Regions from separate parts of the Anas platyrhynchos genome. Here region 1 is linked to region 2. Evidence: chromatin contacts called from public Hi-C data. All regions are on one chromosome and are shown on one strand. The core of a region is the stretch at or near the end of the contact, and the rest is flanking DNA. Distances in the headings are between cores, read along the strand shown. Region 1 has its middle 99 kb from the start of IGF2. Region 2 has its middle 88 kb from the start of MRPL23.

Region 1 (3,212 bases), core at 636-3,135, 59 kb after region 2:
TCCAGTCACAATGATGCACAAGATGAAGGTGGATATTTGGAGTCATTCCTCACGTTTCCTTTCCCAGATTTAAAGGGTTTAGCGACTGTAATGTTGTGACTGTATGTTTGTTGTCTCAGCTATTTCTCATTCCTTGTCATTCACTACAGAATCCTGGACAGGCTATTGTTTGTGGTCAATCTATTGCAATGCGATACTTCTGTGAAGGTGACTAAAGATCTGACATCTCCAGCCTAAGCTTCCTTTTTTTCCTCACGTGCTTACAAATGGAGCTAAGTCTAAGAATGCGTAGTCTAGGCTCCAGTCTCCCTTAAGGGAGACTCATGGCTGAGGACGAAGGATTTGGTTAACTACATGAGTGACATGGGGAGCAAATGAAAAGGTTTGGATCATGATTGCATTGAGTATGCCTTGTGGTCATTAATGAGCCCTAAGAAAGTAGCAATACCTTACCAAATTGAAACGATCTTACTAACCACCAGTCATATATAATCCGTGCTGATGTGCATATTGTTGGACTTGTTATCAATTTCCACAAAACCTCAGCTTTCAGCTCAGAGTTACTTGTATATCAGACTTTGCTAGAACATGCCCTGTGAGTTGACAGGTCTCCAGCTGATCTAAACTCAGAAACCAATTCTAGCATGAGAACTTCAGTGGAAAAATGTGTAATAAAACACCTCTTGCAACATTTCATCAGGTACTAGAGAAGGACTTTCTCCAAGAGACTATTTTCCTGATTTTTTTTTCCTTACTTCACTTTGGGTAATTTTGTTTTAAGACCTGCCGTGAGTCATGTCCATCGTAGTGGATTAGGAATGGTGCCTTTGGCGTGTTTCAGAGTACTTGGTTTGGAAATAACAACGTTATGGTTTCTGCAAACAGTGTAAACTGAAGATGTGCAGAGCGCTCGTTCCTAGAGCTTCAGAGCGCCTCAAGGGATGGAAGGGCCAGCAGACGTGTCTCCCAGATTTCAACACAGGGAGGAGGCCATCTGCAACAAAGGTGCTCATCCCACTGCTGCCCCAGCATCCATCCGTAACTTTCTCCCTCTCTGGCTGCCCACTGTTTGCACTAGGCCTCCAGCCCACCTCTAAAGGACCTCCTTGTGTGCCTTCACCTTCCTTAGATGAAGTAATAGCCAGGCGCCCCTGGCTTCCTCTCCTTTTTTTCCACTCCTTAGCAGCGCAGAGCCTGATGTCACTCTCTCACAGATATGCAGGAGGTTCTCGCTGGGATTTTCCTCCCCGGGATAAATGCATAGTGTTTACTGTCTGTAGCTTTTCCGGTGGTCTCCCAGCCTCCAGCGAGGGGAGTCACGAGGTCTTTCCCCCCCGCCTCACGGTCTGTGGTATCTGTTGTTTTCCGAGTGCTGGAATCTCTGTCCCCGTTACGTAGCCCCAAACCTGACCTTGTCGGAGACCACACACGGGTGTCTCTGGATGAGAGGGGAATGTATGGAATGTTTTTCAATGAGCAGTTTATGAAATTCCTTTGCTATATGTTTCGGAAATTCTTTAAGTTAAAGAGCACAAACATTTCTCCAAGGAAACTGGAGTTTGTAGCAGCTCGAATGCAGGCACTTGTTTTGAAAAACATTCTTTACTAAGAGCGGGGAAAGAGCAGGGGGGTGGAAAAGATAAAAAGAGGAGGAGATGTAAACAAGGAAGCCTAATTCCTAGCTCCATATACTCACAGGCAGGGATAGTGGCACAGTGGGGCTGGGTGCCTCCATGGCCTAGCAGTAGCCTGCATCCTCTCCCAAGGCTTACTAGCCAGCAAACACGATGGAGAGCTGAACTGCCCCTGTGTGTGCCGTGGGGTGCAAGGGCTGAGCCCCACAGGGCCTCATCCTGACCCACTGAAACAGGGACACAGGGAAAGATAGGAAAAAGAGCGGCCAACGCTGGTTGTGGAGCTGCCCAAGATGGGCAAAAGGGGACACTGAGGGCACAAGGATGTCTTAAATCCAAAGACCTCTCCTGAAGAGAAAACAGGGCTCCAGGGTTTCTGAGAATACTTTGTGTTTCCATGTTGAAAATAACAAGATCAGGTGTTGAAACAAAGCTTGGCAAGGGGCACCGAAGGACATCTCCCGGTTCTCTCTTGCATGCCAGTGCAGTGTGGTGAGGAGGAGAGGGAGGGCTTCGGCTGGGCCCTTTGGAGAGGGGAAATCAGCCCAGCTCTGCCTGGGTGTGTGCTCCAAGCGCTGAGCTATTGTACGATAAAGTGGCACCACCTCTTCCTCTGTTTGTGTTTTTGGAAGAAAACGGACATGTTGCATATCTGAAGGGCCCTGGTTTTGGTGGGCATGCACCAAGGGAGCCTGGGAAGGGCCAGCGTGGGGTGAAGACAGAGGTGGGCATGGAGCTGCCTGTCAGGGCTGAGGTGCTCTGGGGCGTGCTCTAAAGCAGAATTATTAATTTTGAAAACTTGGTGGTTTCCAGGGACTGAGGACCTTTGTCTGGGACTTGCATACCTCAGTCCCACTTTAAGTGCCTAGGTCCCTTTTTGGATCTGGGCCTAATCTGTTAATTCAAACCCAGCTTGCATGCGTCAGAACTGTAAGCCAATATAGAGTTGGCAGGAAACGGCTTTCCTATCCTGTGAACATTTTCGACAATTTTTTTTTTTTTAACCGAACCTGGGTTTTAAACTTGGGCCAACAGCCAAAATTTCAAAAATTTCTGCAAAATGAAAACCCAGGTTTTGATTTTTTTTTTTTTTTCCTCTAGCATCAGCTAAAACATTTGATTTTGATATTGACTTCTTCTTTGTATTTTACTCTTTTACTGCCAGTGGTTTAATTTTAAAAACAAAAGTGGAATTTAAAACTGGGGGGAGTTGGTTGAAATATGTCCCCCATCAAAAGTCTTGGGTTTGATGGATTGGCATATTCTGATCTGAAAAGCATTTCATCAGAAACAACCGTGTACCGATTAGCTGCAGCTGTTGGCATCTGATGGCAGTGGTCTACATTAAATAAGTATGTCAGTGTAATGGGACAGATGAAAAACACAACAGCTGGCACACACAGGCTATCTCACCAGAGTCACCACCTCATAGGCACAGGAGATGATTTTTCTTATTAGGCATGGTTCCTTATCTCCCACTAGAGGAACATGTGCAGTGACTTGTAGTATCAGTGTATGAATCATGGCGACGGAGAAGGTTTGGATCTAGGACCTTTCACCACTGCAGACCATTTGAAC
Region 2 (3,640 bases), core at 744-3,243:
CTAGCGACCTCACCGTTAAAAATAAATAAAGAAATGCAGCAATGCTTGTCTTAAAAAACATGAAAATGCATTTTTTAACACCCTGGGCTGGGGCTCGAACAATTGTGCCTGTTTGCTTCCCTCCCTCGTGTGAAGTAACAGGGCTTATATATAGACGGATGGATATCTACCTGGAAATAATGTATCAAAATAATAAAAAAAAAAAAATAGATAAATGCTTTTCCCTTTCTTTTATTTGGTGGTGCTGCTGGTTTTGTTTTATTTCCTCGGAGAGGAGGAAGAGCCCGCCGTGGAAGTGTCAGCCTCTGAAGGGCACTTTGTCTGCTGGACAAAGCCTCTGAAGCTCCAAGGCGAAGAAAGATTAGAGGATGAAAGTGTTTGCCAGGATCTCGTCTTCCTTTTCTTCTCCTTCCTCTGTGTGTGTGCGTCTCTCCCTTTTGGGGAGGAGGTGAAAGGGAGGTCAAACAGTGCCTACTGACCTCTGCCCCTTGCCCCCTGTGAACCAGGGGGAAGCCTTTGAAGTTGTAAAGTGCCCACAAAAACAGCAAAACCAAACACACTGCTGGCTTTTCCCTCCCCTTGTCCCTGCCGCCAGCTGCCTAATGGAAGGTGACAGTACGGAGGCAGCAAGACGGGGGCTTGGTGCACCACCCCTCTGCCCTGGCCTGCACTTAATTGGCACTGGGAAAAGCCCACACACCCGGCCTGAGCTGGGGGGGCACCAGGGAAGGGCAAAAATGAGCCCTTGTCCCCCTCTTTAGGTGGCACTGGGTCTCCACAGGGGATGCCCAGCAGCCTTCCTGGTGGCTCCAAGGCGGTGACCCCCCTTCCTGGCCAGTATGGGGTTGAGATGGCTGCAGCAGGCTGAAGGTCACCAGGGTGGCTGGCAAGAGGTGGCAGAGGTTCTCTGAGTTGCTGGTGGCCCCAGTGTGGCTCCTGCTGGCAGCTTGTGGGCCAACACCTGCAGCACCCTTGTGGGGTCCTTCCCTCCCTCCTGTAACGTCACAGCTGCAATGGGAGTATCAGAAGTGCTTGTGCCTCCTTCCCTTGAGGTGTGGGCTGTTCTTAAAAGCAGCCCCGAAACCTCCTGCAGGTTAAATTTTACTTATTGTCTTATCTGGCAGTGGCTAGCACCACCCCCCCCTCCCCCCCCCCAGCAGGGTAGGATGTTAGCACTGAAAAGAGGTGGATTTTTAACTTCAGTACTGACAGCATGATACCTATAAAATTTCTCCTCCTGTCTCTGGGGTTGGCATCTTACCACTGTCGAGCATAGCTTGTGATGTTTTGGGCACCCTCAAAGGACAAGGAGGTTGTCCTCATTCCTGTGGGAACTCCTTTTGCTGCGGGGCAGAAAGTTGGCCCTGGCTGTCCCCGTCCCTGGTGGCAGAGCCTCCACCTGCAGGGTGCAGGGCTATGGTCTGATCCTGTTCGCTGCAAGCTGGTGCCTTGTGGAAGATGGCAGGCTTTGTCTTTTCTTCTTTTTGTTCGTGATTTAATAGCTCTTTCCTCTTGGTGTATCTCTGGGGTTGGACACTGCTTTCATTTACACCCTGAGGATTCCTGCCCCCAGGGTTGGAGAGCCCCTCCAACAGCAGATGAGCTGTGACTTGGGGTCTAGCTTCATCACTTCATGCACAGGGGAACATCCTGGCTTACCAAAACTTGCCTTCAGCGCCCCAAAAGCCTGACCCTAAACCTCAGAAGAGCAGCCTGTGCCGAGCACAAGCAGCCATCCTTCTCAGCTAGCAGGTAGGCTCGTGCTGGCCTTGAAAGCAGCGCAGTTGGGAGCCGTGGGGGGGGGTTGAGACTTTCTGCTGTCTGTTTCCTGTGTTTAGCACGGTTTTTACACTTGGATGCTGAGCAGGAAATCCCAGCCCAAATGAAGTCAAACTGAGATTTGTCATTGACTTAGAGGAACCTGGGACTTCGCTCCTTATCTACAATGGCAGCATTCATGGATTCATATAGAATAAAACTCCTCTGGCTCTCGTTCTTCCTACACTTCTGAGTGCCCAGATAAGCCCTGTGGGTTCCAGCTGGCATTTCTGATCTCATGTGTCTGGGGCCTGATAAGATGTTACAATGTCCCACGTACAAAATCCCGCTCGGCAGTTTTACCTCTGCTGTTCCTGTGTGGGTTTTTTATGCTTGCAGAAAATGAGGCTTGCCTGGCTGATAACCTGTCAGGAGCACAATAGTTAACTATGGCTAAATAACTAATGAGCTGCATGGTGGTGGCAAGCGATGCTCATTGCATCCAAACTGCTTTTTTTTTTTTGTAAGTTCAGTTTTGACCAGGACTACCTCAACTGTTTGTATGGCTTTAGTCAACTTTTAGTCTTTCAGTGATCAGTGAATTGTTTTGTTCCTCATTTCCAGTTACTGATGCTCTCTGTAGCACCTCTATAGAAGATCTGATTTTATTCTGTCCTAGTTGGCTCTTACTGTCTCTCCCACTGAGAGCAGCACTGTTTTGTGTGCATGCCTAGTGATGGTTATCATTCTTCTATTTTTCACATGCCAGACTTCACCAACGTCCTAATAAATAAAATGTAGAGCTTGCCCCAGCTCTGCCATTCCAGCATGCGAGGCAGCCTCAGGTTCCCCGTCTCAGGTGGCTTCCCTGGGCTCATACCATGCTTGCTACGTAGAGGAGATGTCAGGGATTTCTGTCGTTGTGTAACATTTGCCATTTAGCACAGCGGCCTGCCTAAGCACTGGGTGGACTAAGAAGAGGGGAAGGCACCTCAGGGCAGTGGTTTGGACCACATAAGTAGAACAGGAGCTAGGTTCCTACCCTCTGGGCTCTGAATCATGTTCAAAAAATGTCTGCCCGTCTCTAGAGCTTGCAGGGAGTCTCAGTTTCTGATGTGGACATCTTAGTGAGGTCCACATGGTGAAATAGTGTGAGCCCCCCCTCCCCCCCCCCCCGAGCGTTTGCTTGAACATCCATTAGAGTAAGACTGTGCTCCCAGTGTCCTCAGGCTCTTCTTCAAGGAGAGCTTCTCAAGGAATGGCTGCTGCTTACTGCAGTTCTGGCAGTCCAACCCAAGGTAGGACTGACCTTGGTTTTTAGGGAAACCTCTTTTCTGTCTTGTCTTCAAGCTTGGTGTCCTTGTGCGTGTTGAAGACAATTTACTGTGTGCACGTCACTGCTGTAGTTCCTGTGAGTGCCTGCCCGCTGCAGCACTGCTGGGAGCCCGACCTCCAAGCTGCTCTGGTCTCTGCCCTGGGTTTGTAACTGGACTTGGTGCCTCGGAGAACATCCATTGTGCTTTAGATTCCTCCCTGCTTGCTGGCCCCTTGAGGAGGGCAGTCAGTGCTGGCTTCCAGGTGGTTCTGCCCATCATGAAGCCAGCTCCATCTCCTGCCTTTAACTTGGTTTAAGTCCAGCTGAGTAGCAGAGCGTGTTCCTGGGTTTCTAAAGAGCCTGTGTTGAGGGTTCACCCTCCTGTGACCCAGAATTTGTGGGCTAGGATGGAAAGCATGAAATAGGACTGAATAGCCACATCTTGCTGCATGACCAAAATATCAAAGCTCTTCAGTACTTGGCTCCGTCACTGATTTGGCTGGGTGCTCTTAAGTAAAACATACTCACCTCTCCTGTCTCTGTGTGCATGTCTGCAGTGCAAAACAA

The links. Hi-C and Micro-C count contacts between places; a contact is called where the count stands out from the background.
Region 1: a contact with region 2 is called in a Hi-C map of skeletal muscle, with 2.1 times the contacts expected there. The contact joins two enhancer-like sites. A contact is called at or near these places in 2 of 8 Hi-C or Micro-C datasets (liver and skeletal muscle).

What each region holds. Positions count from the first base shown.
Region 1 is chr5:28,221,921-28,225,132 of IASCAAS_PekinDuck_T2T, forward strand. No RefSeq gene overlaps it. Among named protein-coding and RNA genes, the nearest start is that of IGF2, 99 kb to the right of the region's middle. Within about 2 kb of position 1,886, at least 4 of the 8 cell types and tissues checked have an H3K27ac peak or open chromatin away from gene starts, as enhancers often do.
Region 2 is chr5:28,162,633-28,166,272 of IASCAAS_PekinDuck_T2T, forward strand. No RefSeq gene overlaps it. Among named protein-coding and RNA genes, the nearest start is that of MRPL23, 88 kb to the left of the region's middle. Within about 2 kb of position 1,994, at least 1 of the 8 cell types and tissues checked has an H3K27ac peak or open chromatin away from gene starts, as enhancers often do.